Linked DNA regions of Sus scrofa: regions 1 and 3 are each linked to region 2. A link is a contact called in public Hi-C and promoter capture Hi-C data. All regions are on one chromosome and are shown on one strand. The core of a region is the stretch at or near the end of the contact, and the rest is flanking DNA. Distances in the headings are between cores, read along the strand shown. Region 1 holds the start of SMARCA5 (SWI/SNF-related matrix-associated actin-dependent regulator of chromatin subfamily A member 5). Region 2 holds the start of GAB1 (GRB2-associated-binding protein 1). Region 3 overlaps USP38 (ubiquitin carboxyl-terminal hydrolase 38).

Region 1 (4,330 bases), core at 98-2,597, 170 kb before region 2:
GCTGCCTTGGTCGCTTCCCTCCCAATGGAACAGCGCCTGGGAGGAGCCTCCTCTCCCTTCACAGGAGCAGCTGCGCCCCGCTTATCCCCACTGCGCCCTCAGCCATCCAGCTCTCGCCATTGTTTCTGCCCAGAACAGATACCGCCCCCGCAAGGACCGGGATGAAGAAAAGGAGGCCCAAATCCTCGGATGCGCTGCTTTTAAATGCCTTCCCCACCCCGTCCGTCTACCCTCGTTCCTAAAGGGAAATCTCCCTCCCCCTCCCCCCAGGTTTAGTGGAAACTAAAATCGAGATTCAGAGATGGGCGAGGGAATTATGGGAGCCTCACTTAAAAAAAAAAGTCGGCAGATCCGTCTCGGCCTCAGTAATCAAGAACATGTGTCTAATAAGAGCGTTTGAGGATTTGGCAAGGTTCGCGAAAGAGACAAATAACGCAAATATGAGGTGCCAGAGACCCAGCTGAGTCTACTTGCATAGGTAAGCAGAAGGGCGCAAGGGAGAGCATCATTTCGGATCATCCAAGGGTCTGAGGCCGAGTTTGGGTGCAGAGGAGTGAAGTTCGGCTTCGCGTTTTATCACCAATACACAGCAGAGGGAACCAGTTCCTCCTCCCTATCCCGCCCTCTCCCCATGCCACAGGCCGTCCTTACCTCCATCTCGGAGTCCGTGGGGCCGGCGCCGGCCGCGGAGGGAGCCGCCGGGACGCCGAAGCCCTCGGGGCCGCCTTTGTTGCTGTTGTTGCTCCCGCTACAGGCGGCGGAGGATGCGGGCTTGGAAGGCGCGCTCTCGGGAGGCGGGGGTGGCGGAGGGTCGGCCGCGGACGACATGATGTTCCGTCTGCGTCACCCGCTGCTGCCAGAGGCCCGGCCCAGCAGGGATGAGGAGGAGGCCTAGGCCTGGGTGGCTACGTCGCAGTGAGCCGATGGAGGAGCGGAAGGACCACCCGAATGCTTCCTCTCCGCAGCTCGGCGACGAGCCCAAGCCAGGCCCAGGAGCCTCCCCCTCTAGCTGTCCTCCTCTTCCTCCCGGCTCTGGGTTCGACCGGCGCTTTACCTCACGGCGGGAATCACGTCGACGAGGGTGGGCGGGGCCACCCGGGTCACTGAGGTCAGAGAAGGCAGGCCGATTTACAGGAGGGCGGAGAGTTGGGGGAAAAAGAAAGGAAAGCAAGAAGGACCAAGACCAGGAACTAGCCTAGCCGCCTCCTCTTCTTCCTCTGGTAGATATCAGGTATCTCGCCAGCATCCAGGTCTACTACCTACGCCACCGACTTTCAACACTCGCGAGATTGATAGTTAGCTAAGAGACCGGGGTTTCAAAGTACGCATGCGCATTCTCTACTCCAAGCTCTTGGCCACGCCCCCTGTGCCCCTACGGGCTCTAGGGCGATGAGTGGGCGGGGCCTCAAAGGAGGGCTCGGAGACGTAAGTTTGTGCGTCGGTTTCCGGGCGTGACGCCACCGCAGTCTTACAGTCGTTCTTAACGGCTCGCTGTGCCGGGTCGCTGTGCTTCCCCAGCTTGGCAGTAATCCCAGCGCTGCTCGAAAAATTGCCCGGGTCTTGCGCCGCCTGCTGCAGCGTAGAGGCTTCTGCAGGCCTCTCTTTTACCGCCTCCGCTTATTGGCGTGACGCCACAGAGTTGACAATGATACGGTTTTCCCAGTTGACGTCTCACTGTTTTGTTGTCTAAGAAGAGTGCCTGTTAGTGTGATTTTTGTTTGTTTTGTCATCCTTATGTTAGCTATATGATTGATCATTTCTAAATTCCTTCTTCGGTAGAGTTAGACGATATTTCCTCTAAGTTTACATGCTAAAAGTAAGCAAACTGCGCCAACCACCATGTGAGAAACAAGAGTAATTAGCAGATAAGAAAGAGAGGTAATAGGTTATATCTTTTCCTCAACCACCAAATATTAAATAAAAACAGACATTCTTCTAAAAAAGTGTTACAAGTAATCACTGGTTTGTACATTGCTTTACGCTATGTTCAACACAGCCTTTTGCATCCACCTACTGCAGAATTTAAGCACATGGTGTTCTATTTGACAGCAAATCTGCATACTGCACTAAATTGTTATTTGCCCTGCATAGGCTCTTACTCATCTTTATATCCCCATATCCAATATTCTATTAGTACGTATTGAATAAAGGAGACAAACTTGTCAAGAGTCAAGGTTTGACCAAACCATTGACTATGCTGAATTACAAACAGAAGGGATTTCCTTTGAATATTTAACCTGCAAACTTTTAACCAATTCAATGATAATTCTTTGAGATCTGGAAGAATGTTCCCCAGCCTATTAGAAATGCCCTGTCTGAGACTCTAGGGAACCCCCAAGGATAGATAAAAAGAAAACTATATAAATGATGATCATCATCGTCTTTATATGTACTTGAGAAATGCTAGCACAATATAGTCCAACATTGAAAGTTTGATTTTAAAACTGTTGTATACCACAAAGTGAATTATTATTAACTTGTAACAACCAGACTGTAGAAAAAAGTTTATTATATAGTAGTAACTAAAAAATTTTAACAGTTCAAAAATATAGATAAAACTTTGGAAGGATAGTCCTAAAATTATTGAAAGTGATTGTTGTTGATGTATATTACCTAATTCATTTTTGTTTCTCTTTTTTTATTTTTCTAAAATGAGTTTGTGTATTATTATTTATTTTATTTTATTTTTTTGCTTTTTAGGGCTGCACCCTGGGTATGTGGAGTTCCCAGGCTAGGGGTCCAATTGGAGCTACAGCTGCCAGCCTACACCATAGCAATGCAGAATCAGAGCCATGTCTGTGACCTACCCAACAGTTCACAGCAAGGCCAGATCCTTAACCTGCTGAGCAAGGCCAGATATTGAACCCGCAGCCTCATGGTTACTAGTCAGATTCATTTCTGGTGCACCGCAACGGGAACTCCGAGTTTGTATATATTGAACAAACTTATTTTTTAATATTTAAAAAATCATTTTACCAAAAAGATTATATGGGAGGGTAAAAAGGTAGTGTCTAGGGTGGTAGCCGACATATAGACACTCAATAAATAGTTGAGTAAATATTTATTTAATATTGACATTGTTAAGTAAAAAGAATAAAGCATTTATTTAACATTCAGAATATTTCTTCATTCTTTAATGATAGGTAAATATCTTGAGTCCTGGTTTGAAAACCCTAAAAATATGCTGAATATAAGTGGATGACTCTTAAGCCTGATAACAATGTAAGGAAAGCAAATAGCAAGAAAATAAATAAAACTGTCTCCAAAGTGGCAACTGTCTTTTTTTATTTTTTATTTTATTATTATTATTATTATTTTGTTTTTTGTCTTTTTAGGGCTGCACCCGAGGCACATGAAGGTTCCCAGGCTAGGGGTCTAATTGGAGCTGTTGCCGCCAGCCTATGCCAGAGCCACAGCAACGCCAGATCCAAACCTCGTCCGTGTCTGCAAACTATACCATAGCTCACGGCAATGCCGGATTCTTGACCCACTGAGCGAGGCCAGGGATCGAACCCTAAATCTCATGGTTCCTAGTCAGATTCATTTCCACTGTGCCAGGATGGGAACGCCTGTCTTTTTTTAATATAAACATTTGTGTTGGGAGTTTCTCATATGAGCATATGAAAGCTGTATGAGAATCTTGTGGGGAAAATTAAAGAGGAAAGATACTTAGAAGAAAGGAGGAAGAGAAAATAGAATGTTTAAATCCATGAGTCTAACAACAGGAACAGAGAAACAGACTTTGACTAGAGTCTAGACACAGAGAGGAAGAAGAGAGAGGACCTACAGAAATACAGATGCCTAGAAATTGAGCTATTGGGACATTAGCTGAGTTAGGCAGATAGTTGTACTCATATTGTGGCCAAATGACAAAGACCTATTATTCTTCAAATACGAACAGGCTAGAACTAACAGCAGTTCTGGAATTGATAACGTAATATGGGATTAGCGTAGGGTAAGAAAGTAGGCTGGAGAGTCAGGCAAGGCTAGATTCCAGTGCAGGCTTAAGAACTTAGTAGTTGTGTGAATGCAGACAAATGATCTAACTTCTTTGAGGTCAATTTTCTCACTTTATTGGATAACATTCCTGTAATAATGTCATAAGAATTAAATGAGATAGTGCAGGTAGGGTGTTTAATACCTGACATTATAGTGAGCTCTGAGTACAAGTGTTAGGTATTCTAATCCTGAAGAATCATAAGCCTAAGGTCAGAGTCTAGTTGGAGGAAGGATAATCTAATTTTTTTTAATGAGGAGGGTAAAGGAAATAGTGTCAAAAAACAAACTAAAAACCTAGAAGAAATGACTGCTTTGACCAAGTTCCCAGAAC
Region 2 (4,948 bases), core at 570-3,069:
AAGAACCACTGGGGGAGAAGGGGAGAAGATCCCAGACCCCCCAAGAGGACACAGATTTCCCACAAAGAAAGGTTGGTCCTTTCAAGGAATATTTTCCCTAACAGCTAAAATGGTTTAACACATAATCAGCATCTTGTATCAATTACACAAATACCAAGCTCTGATGGCCTGGAAAAGGACCGCAACACACAGAAATCCTAACTGGCCTCAGCTGTCCCCTCCTGCGTGTCTTGACAGCGTGTCCAAAGCTCCCGAACACCAGCCACCAGGCTCCCTCCAGCGCCCTCCTCTCGCAGCAAACAGCCAAGGCTCTCGGGCCAAACTCCAATGTCCCTCGATTCAAAACCGCAAAAATGTGAACCCTGCTAAGCAAACGGCAGGGCGCGTAATAACTTTTTTCTTTCCCTTGCGCGCGGACTGGAGATGCTCTTTTCTAATGCAGCTTCCCAGGTTCCCCTCCCGCTTCCCGCAACCACCCCGAGGGGAAGGCGGGAGGGAGCGCGGACCAAAGAGAAGACTGCTGAGTTCAACACCTTGGCGGTTTTCCCAGTGCGGGAAATTTACTACACAGCAGCCCCTAAGAATTCCATGCAGAAATCACGAAAAGAGAATGCCCTCCCCTCACCCCCGCTAAAATAATAAAAACACGCAGCGGGCGTTCAGCTGGCAACGCTGGGCCTTCCGATGAGCCGAAGTCTGCAATCTGGATGGAGGAAAGATCCCCGGCCAGGCGGAGGCCAGGCGGGAGCTTACAGCCCGGGTCCCAAGCCTGCCGGGGAAGGGGCCCAGGGGCAAGGGATGGGGACTGAGTGGAAGCAGCAACGCCCGCGCGAGCCGCCCCGGGATGGGAGCAGCGGCGGAGTTTTACTTACATAACGCTTCAACTTTTTCTCCGGGGGGGACTTGCGGAGCCATCCCGAGCAGACCACTTCGCCGCCGCTCATGGTGCGCGCTTCTCAGGCTCCGCGCCGGGCGCGCTCCCGACACCGTCGACGCCGGGCGGTCGCGCAAAGGCGGGGACCTTGCTCTACTGCGGCGCACCTCGGGTGGACGGGGTGGACCGGGCGGACGGGCTTCGCGGCGCGCAGGCTCAACGCGTCCGAACTTCTTCCCCGCAGGCAGGTCCTTGGACGTGAGTAGAATCGGGCTGCGCCGCCGAGGCCGACACCTCGGGGCTGGGACCGCGGCCGGGCCGAGGGCGCCCCGGCCTTCCTTCAGTGCGCCCGCCTGGCCGCCAGGCGTGCCGTTCTGCCGGCCGCCTCCGCCGCGCTTCGGCTCCACGGGACTCTGCCCCGGCGCGGAGCCCAAGCCTCGGCCCCCTGCGCTCCGCCCCCTCGGGACAGGACCTCCCAAAGCGCTCTCGAGACAGACACGACGCTGCACGCGCACACACACATACACACTCACACACTCACAAAGCCCCCGGGAGGCGCCCACTCTGGCTCGCCCGCTCTGGGTTTCGGGGCGCCCGGCGCGATCCTCTCCTTCCTCCTCCTCCTCGGGAGAGGGTGGGTCACTTCTCCGCGGCGCCCGGGCAGCGGGGAGGAAAGGGGAAGCCGCGAGGGTCCCGTGGGCACTGGGCGCGGGGCTGGTCCCGAGCCACGGAGGGAGCCGCCGGCTGGGCGTCGCTGGGCAGGGCGCAGGTCTAGCCGGAGGGTGGGTCCGCGCTCGCCGCCGCCGCCGCCGCGGGAGAAAGAAGGCGGAGAGACGAGGAGCTCCGCGGCTAGACTGGGGGGGACCGAGCCCACCGTCCGGTCCCCTCGCGCTCCTCCCGCGCCGCCTCCCCCACCCCGGGGCGTGCGGTAGGTTCCGAGCGGCCCGGCCCCCGGCCCAGATCCCTCCCTCTCTCGGCCTCCCGGCTCCCTCTTCCTCCCTTCCCTCCTCCCCTTCCCACGTTCGGCCGGCTCCGGTTTCTGCCTAGACTTTCTCTGAAACTCCGCCGGAGCGCTTCCAGCCAAAACAACAAGGGCCGGGGAGGAGGAGACGCACGGAGGGAGGGAGCGAGAGAGGGAGGGAGCCGGAGTCCGAGAGGCACCCTGGGATCTGTAGTTCGGGAAGCTGGAGAGGGGTCCTTGGCCGCCTGGCTGCATTGGCGCCGGGAGCCCCCCGCGGGGTCCTCGCTGGGAATAGCGGCCAGGCCTCGGAGAGAGTAGCGCTCCGGGGCTCGGTCTGCTGAAGGAGTGAGGAACGTTTGAATGTTCGGTCTGGGGATTGCCATGTTGGCTCAGCCGAGTGTCAGTTTGGAGTTTGTTCGGTTTGTTTAATCAGGGGTTTGGGCGGGGGGTGAGGGGGCCTCTACTTGACGGCCGGAGGGAGACCGCGCGCCCTGAGAGTCCTCGACCCCTGTGCCCCGGCCCTCGAGGTTGAAGGTCAGACACCAGGAGAACAAGGGCGCAGGGGATCGCGCTAAGGCACCCAGTCTGGAGAGGAGATCAGAAGGGGACCCTTTCGGGCCGCTGTGGGCTGGACCTTGGAGCAGCCTTGCCTGAGTAATGGGAGTTCTTACTGGGACCAAAGATTTGGTTGAATCTCTCTCTGGGACATTTTGAAGTCACTCTCCCTCCACTTGTAGCCAGTTTCTTCCACTTGACTTTGGATTTGTTTAAAATCTACCCTTGGGATGTTGAACCAGAAAAGGGAAACTTTACTAGACGTCTTAGCTCTATTTGCTTGCGTGTGTGTATTGCAATTATGATACCTGGTCCTGAGTTTGACACGATCCTGTAATAGAAATATAAATTTATTTGTGAAAAACAAAGCCCCCAAACAAATTTTAGAAGGTAATATAAATAAATGAGATAAAAGTGCTAAAAATAGTAGATGAGTGAACATTTCTGGAAAAACCTAACCTCAGGCACTTGCTTATTAATAACAGTACTGGCATTCAAAAGTTTCTCTTGAGTTTGAAAAGGTTTACCATTATAGCAGGAAAATAGGTGCTGGGTGGTGACAAAGTTCCCTGCACTCATGGAGGTGACATTTCTGTGGTGGCAGAGGATAAACAGGGGTCAGCACAAGTACAAATTGTGATAAATGTTGTGCCCTGGGGAAAATAAACACGGTAAATTGGAAGAATAACCAGATGGGACTAGGTCAGATAGAATGAGAGAAGTCTTCCTTGAAGATAAGCTAGCCAGAGATGAGAAAGGTGTTTGTAAAGAAAGAGGAGATTTATACTTGTTTTGTAGAAAAATCAAAGAGATAAGGAGGATTGAGAGAGAAAAAACAAGCAAGAGGGTTCATTGTTTTTCTTAAATTTTAAGGCTTTTCAGAATACGAGTGTAATTTTTATGGCAGCTAATAAACCAAAGCAATTTTTTATGTGAGCTCGGGTTTTACCACAAGCCTTCCAAATGAAAATAAATCATTGAATTTGATTTCTGCTTCTCCCACAGGCAGTGTGTCTGTACAAAGTATTTATAATTAACATTGCTAAGCCTAGTCCACTCTTTCCTAGTTAACTGTTGACTAGACAATTTACTGCTCCTCCAGTCCTGTTGTAAAGGCCTTTTTAGTGGAAATTTGTACTGCCATTGTGCCTCGGTATTCCCAGGGAATTGGTTCCGGGACCTTTCCCCTTACCCAGATCCTTTAATGCTCAAGTCCCTTATGTAAAATGTTGTAGTATTTGCATGTAACCTAAATGTGTCCTCCCATATACTTTAAATCACCTCTGGATTACTTGTAATACCTAATACAGTGTAAATAATATGTAAATAGTAAGTACAATGTAAATACTATGTAAATAGTGGCCAGCAAATTCAAGTTTTGCTTTTTGGAACTTTCTAAATTTTCTCTGAACACTTCCCACTCCAAGGTTCATCGAAGCCTCGGATGAGGAACCCAAAGATATGGAGGGCCCACTGTATCTCCTGGACTACTTTGGGATGTTCCAATGATTTTTTTTTTTTGCTTTATTTCAAATGGATTCAGTTATCTCATTTGCATATAAGAAATCAGTAAGTATTTTTCCCTCTCTTTGACTGTGTTGTTTGAGATTTGCATTTCTAAAGATCAGGTAAGTGAGGAGAGGTTGAAGACAAGCATGTCTTCTTACACGTATGTAGAAAGGACATTGGCTTTATCTTTACATTATATGCCATTTTTAGATTATCTGTTAAATTATATTTATGTCATTTAAAACATGCTGGAAAACACTATTACACCTAAGTGTCTTACATTTCATTCATACGACGAATATTTATGGCATGTCCTTGTATGTACAAGTTCCTGAGGACCCAGGATACAATAGCGAGGCTAACCAGACCTATTACCTCAGTCGTCCAGCCTGGAGAAGATCATTTTACTAATCATGAGCCCCATAGCTTCTACAATACACTCGTTAAATGCTGTGAAGGAAAAACAAAGAGTCTTAGCTGGACCTGTAACTGGAGGCTCTGCCCCACCTGGGAGAAGGGTGGGTAGGTGGGGAAAGACTTGCCCGAGGAACAAACTTTGAACTAAAATTCTTAGGATTAAGAAAAAATGGCCTGGCCAAGCAGCAAAGAATATTCCAGGCAACAGAGAAACTGCGAGCTGTCAAGTCCCCAGGCTGAAGGAGACTCCTGAGGACCTGGATGAAGGTAGCAGGGAGGCCAGAGAATGGGACATAGGTAAGGTGACAGAGGTCGGCACAGTCAGACTGTGCAGATACTGGGAGATAGATTTAGAGTTTAGACTTTTTCTTTGAGCAAATGACAAGTGTCACCTTCTGTGACTTTCAAATCGCCTCCAACAAGATAGACTTTGTCATTCACCGCCAGCAGCCCACTTTAACCATACATCTTCCAACTTAATCTCTACGTTCTCCCTCTGTAATCTTCTTTCTTCTCCAATAGCTTTCCAGCCTGTTGACACCCCTGCTTTCTCATGCATGACCCATCAGATCTCTCCACCTTCACCTTCTCCCTTATTCAGTTTGAATGTTGTGGTCCACATTTTTAATAGC
Region 3 (4,397 bases), core at 1,116-3,615, 200 kb after region 2:
TTAACTACCACATGGCCCACCTCTAGATGCCCAAGTTAATTTTAATTGAGTAGCGGGTCAGCCTATACATAGTATATAGACAGTAGTTAGGTCTTTGTTTTTAGACCTTACTAATAAGCCAGATCACAATTTTCAATTTTAGATCTGTTTCTTAAATGATGTCATATTTACTTATTTCAGTAGCCAAATATTTCAAAGTCAACCATTTGCCATTTCAATTACTTTTTTCAGAAAAAAAGCAGTATGAGGTAAGATCTCCTCCATCACTTAAAAAATTGAGCAAAGAAATAGGTTTAGAGTATAGCATAAGTGACTTATCAGAGAGATTAAGGAACGTCCTCAGTGTGGAGGGCAATAAACATTAGAATGGATGATTGCCTTCCCAGAAATTCTGAAAATAAATCTTTTCTCACACATCCTCCACATGATTGTGCCTGAGAACAAGGACATACCGTTGGTGTTTTTTTTCTACTCATGGAATATTTTGCTGGTATACCTGCTATTTTAGCTCAGTTTGAGTTCTGCTTGTGTAATGGATATAAAGTTACCAACTGATGATCAAGCTCACCAATGAGGGCAAGTAACTGCAGTAATCACCCATCCTAAGTGATAATGTATAACATAATTACTCGTTAGTTAGGTTTATTTCTATTAAACCTGTAGATTTTCCCTCAGTGGAAACTCGGCACTGAATAGCCTATCTGAGTATAAAATTCTCTGAGGCTAGTTCTATTTCTAGCTAACAAGCAACAACGGAAATTCTGCACTTCATCAGTCTCCTATGAATTTGCTTGTGGTGAGTCAGTATTCCTAAGATTTTAACACTGTGGGTGTGTTGATAATGAGTTTCTAGTCCTGTAAAACTGAGAATCAGACCTTGGAGGAAGTGAGCAACCACATAAAGAACTGCTTTTCTGTGATGCCCTGGAGAGAAACATAGGTTCCCAAAATAACATTTTGTTGTTTCTTACCTGCAATAACTGATAATCAAGTACGCAAAATCAAGTCAAATCAAAACCAGGGATGTAGCTTGTTAAAAGTGGTAGGATTCTGGATATATTTTAAAGGTAGAATCAACAGAATTTGTAGGATATGGATTGAGAGAGAATGAAAAGCCCTAATTCTGGGCTGAACTCCCAAAGCAGCCAGGGGTTTTCAACCACTTTTCTCCTTCTATACTGTTCCCCCGTGCAACAGACAACCATCAGTGACACTGACATGTGACATCACTCATGTACAACAGTAATTTTCAATGGCTGGTTGTGACTGCAAGTGGAGAGTTTTGGTGAGACCCAAACATTCTGAAAATGTATTCTTTGGAAGGAAATCTCACAATTTCAATTTTAAAAGAAATCATACAGTTACATGAAAACAACTGATATAGAACTTAACTACAATCTTTTCACAATATGCAAATATGCCTCAATACTAAACTGAAATTTTAAAACAAGTTTTTTAGTGTAGAAAGCTTGTGTCGTAACTTACCAAATGAAACGCCTCTGGAGAATGCTGAAAACTAAGTAGCATGTGAGAAAGAACTGCAAGAGCACCGGGTCTCACAAGAGGAAACCAAAGGCGATTAAAAACCTTCAGAAAAGAGAAGACATCCACTTTAAGGGTTGGTAGGGAAATCATTAATTCAATTGGTGGTTATTTTCCTAGGGCCCAAAATTATTTTGTGACTACCTCCCTTCCTAATTAACAAGTAATACATGTTATTAAACTCTAGCAGAGGGAGAAAGCTGGGAAATAATATGACAGAGATCAAGGGAATATAAGGACCTAGCTAACTCATAATCCCCCGCCATCAAACCATGTTTACAAGGTGGTAGCTCCTTGGTCATTATTCACTGGGTTCATTCAACAAACATTTATTGAGCATCTACTATGCTTGGCAGTGTTCTATGTACTGTTTTCTGTACTACTCTGTAACAGCAAATTAAAAAAAAGAAATCTCTGACCTTACAGGGCTTACTGTCTACAGGGTAGGTAGGGCAATAAAAAGTAAAATAAAAGTGGGAAGAGTTTCCTCCTGGCTCAGCAGGTTAAGGATCTGGCATGGTCATTGCTGTGGCTCTGGTTACTGCTGCAGCATGGGTTTAAACTCTGGCCCAGGGAACTCACACATGAAAAAAAGGTAACATGGGAGAGAAATGCTATAAGAGCGGGGTATGTTGAATAAGGAATGCTGAGTGGCAAATGAAGTCTGTTATTTTATATAAGGAATTAAAAAAAAAGCCTCATTAAAAAGGTGACACCTGAGTACAAAAAAACTGAAAGGAGGAAATCTGGCAGATCAGCTGGGAGAAGAGTGTAATAAAGCAGGGCAAAGGCCCTGAGGCCTCCAGCCTGGTGAAGTGGAGCTATAACAATGAGGGCAGTGTAAGTAAAGCACAGGGACTGAGGCATCAATAGTGGGAGGCTGGGTGAGAGAAGGAGCAGTGGGCCAAATCAGGGAGGACTTCGTCTGACACCTGAAGGGGATCAAGGGCAGATGCAGCAGGCTACTGCAATCAGTACAGCAACGGGTGAGGAGGATTTTGGACCAAGATGGTAGTGATGCAGCTGGTTAAAAGCGGTAGAACGTGGGGTATATTTTAAAGGTGGAGTCAACAGATTTGTAAGATATGGGCTGAGAGAGAATGAAAAGAGACCAAAATAAGTACAAGGTTTTTGGCATGAGCACATGGAAGGATGAAATAGTCATTTAAGATGGGGAGGACCAGATCCGAGGAGAAAAATCAGGGGTTAAATTGTGGATAAGTCGAGTTTGAGATCCAAGTGTAGAAAGTTGATACATAAATATGGGGTTCATGGGAAAATAATTAACTAGAAATATAAACCCAGCAGTCATTAACTTAGCCATGGGTGGCTGTGAGTATGGACTGAGAAGCAAGTGAACCAGAGATGAAACCCTAAGGCACTCTAAAGTTAGAAAGATCCACTAGAGGAGACTGAGAAGCCAGTGAACTAGGACAAAAATCAAGAGAGTATAATGTCCTGGAAACTAAGGGAGGAAAGTGTTTCAAGAGGGAGTATCAACTATGTCAAATGACTAACGGGTCAAATGAGAGGAGGCTTGAGAAATAACTCCTGAGTTAAGCAATACTGGAAAGCATTGGTGTCAAAGATAGTTTTGGCAGAAAAATGGTGGTAAAAGCCTGATTAGTTGGGATTCAAGAGATAATGGGAGGAATATGTCCTCATATTAAATATTCGAAAACAGCAAAATTATTTAATTACCTAATCTTAAGCGGCAATTTAAATTTCTAAACTCCATTCAAAATTATTATTCAAAAGAAAACTAAAAATAAGATCATATTCAAAAGGGTTCAACCCAAAGATAAAAAGACTGATTATATGAATCCATACCTTCTAATAATAGATCTATATACCACCACTTACCAGCTCTATTTTCAGTAAAGTAACATCTATCAAAATAGTAAACTTCTGGACAGCTGCCAGTCCTTTCAAGAGTGCAATCACCCATGTGTCTACATGCTGAGCCAATGGCCAGGACAGCCAGTCAATCATTCTGAAAATTGAAGGAAAACAAAACTATCAGTATTGAAAATATCTTCAACATTACTGAGTTAGGAAAAACAAGAGTTGTAGACAATCACTCACTTTGTGATTCAATATTTACTGGGCTTTTTTGTGAATAGCACTATTTAAGATGTAGAAATGAATATAATGGGGGGGTTTACTCAAGAAGTTTCTAATCTTGTAAGCTGATAGTGTCCTATATAACATATTTGCATAGACAGAATTTCTGACAAACTACCATTTTGCATAAATTCAAGTTTTAAATTTGTGCTATACAGTGGCCTAATATATCAAGAATTTATTAGGCAAATTTACTCTAGGAAGAACAGTTCAAATATAGCTATGTGAACTAAGACATATGGATATGAACCAACATTTCTCCTTTCTGGTGATTACAGTCTAAATATGAAAGTACACTCTTAAAAAAGACTATTGAACTGTGAAACAGGTCTCTTCATTCCTTTCAAAATCCTATTATATAAAGACAATGAAAAGAAACTCCGAACAGATAAAAGGGTACTAAATGTGTAAATATTGAAATGGCCTCATTTTGTATTAATGAGTGTTTTTCTTTTTTTTTTTTCCGGCCACACCTATGGCATATGGAGGTTCCCAGGCTAGAGGTCGAATCAGAGCAGTAGCCGCTGGCCTACACCACAGCCACAGCCAACGAGGGATCTGAGCCGCATTTGTGATCCACACCACAGCTCACAACAACGCTGGATCCTTAACTCACCGAGCAAGGCCAAGGATTGAACCCGAGTTCTCATGGATACCAGTCGAGTTTGTTAGAGTTCATTAACTGATGAGCCACGATGAGAACTCCAGTGTTTTTGAGTATCAGCCCAATT

What was found. Promoter capture Hi-C pulls out the DNA fragments that hold promoters and counts their contacts. A called contact is a pair of places that touch in the nucleus more often than the background predicts.
Region 1: a promoter capture Hi-C map of liver shows a contact between it and region 2, with 3 times the contacts expected there. The contact joins the promoter of SMARCA5 here to the promoter of GAB1 in region 2. A contact is called at or near these places in 2 of 5 promoter capture datasets (fetal liver and liver), 2 of 47 Hi-C or Micro-C datasets (heart right ventricle and skeletal muscle) and 1 of 2 datasets of contacts at active chromatin or transcription factors (skeletal muscle).
Region 3: a contact with region 2 is called in a Hi-C map of liver, with 6 times the contacts expected there. The contact joins the enhancer-like site here to the promoter of GAB1 in region 2. A contact is called at or near these places in 2 of 5 promoter capture datasets (fetal liver and liver), 8 of 47 Hi-C or Micro-C datasets (embryonic fibroblasts, fetal skeletal muscle, fibroblasts and 3 more) and 1 of 2 datasets of contacts at active chromatin or transcription factors (skeletal muscle).

What each region holds. Positions count from the first base shown.
Region 1 is chr8:84,223,596-84,227,925 of Sscrofa11.1, forward strand. It overlaps SMARCA5 (SWI/SNF-related matrix-associated actin-dependent regulator of chromatin subfamily A member 5), which reads right to left and starts at 1,348. Exons shown (of 24, transcript XM_003129174.5): 1 at 652-1,348. The coding sequence starts at 828.
Region 2 is chr8:84,389,692-84,394,639 of Sscrofa11.1, forward strand. It overlaps GAB1 (GRB2-associated-binding protein 1), which reads right to left and starts at 1,820. Exons shown (of 12, transcript XM_003129177.6): 1 at 873-1,820. The coding sequence starts at 944.
Region 3 is chr8:84,587,371-84,591,767 of Sscrofa11.1, forward strand. USP38 (ubiquitin carboxyl-terminal hydrolase 38) reads right to left here. Exons shown (of 10, transcript XM_021100666.1): 3 at 3,406-3,535; 4 at 1,486-1,587. Among named protein-coding and RNA genes, the nearest start is that of USP38, 11 kb to the right of the region's middle. Within about 2 kb of position 2,366, at least 7 of the 83 cell types and tissues checked have an H3K27ac peak or open chromatin away from gene starts, as enhancers often do. A contact at or near this core is called in liver and retroperitoneal adipose tissue, where this site is marked.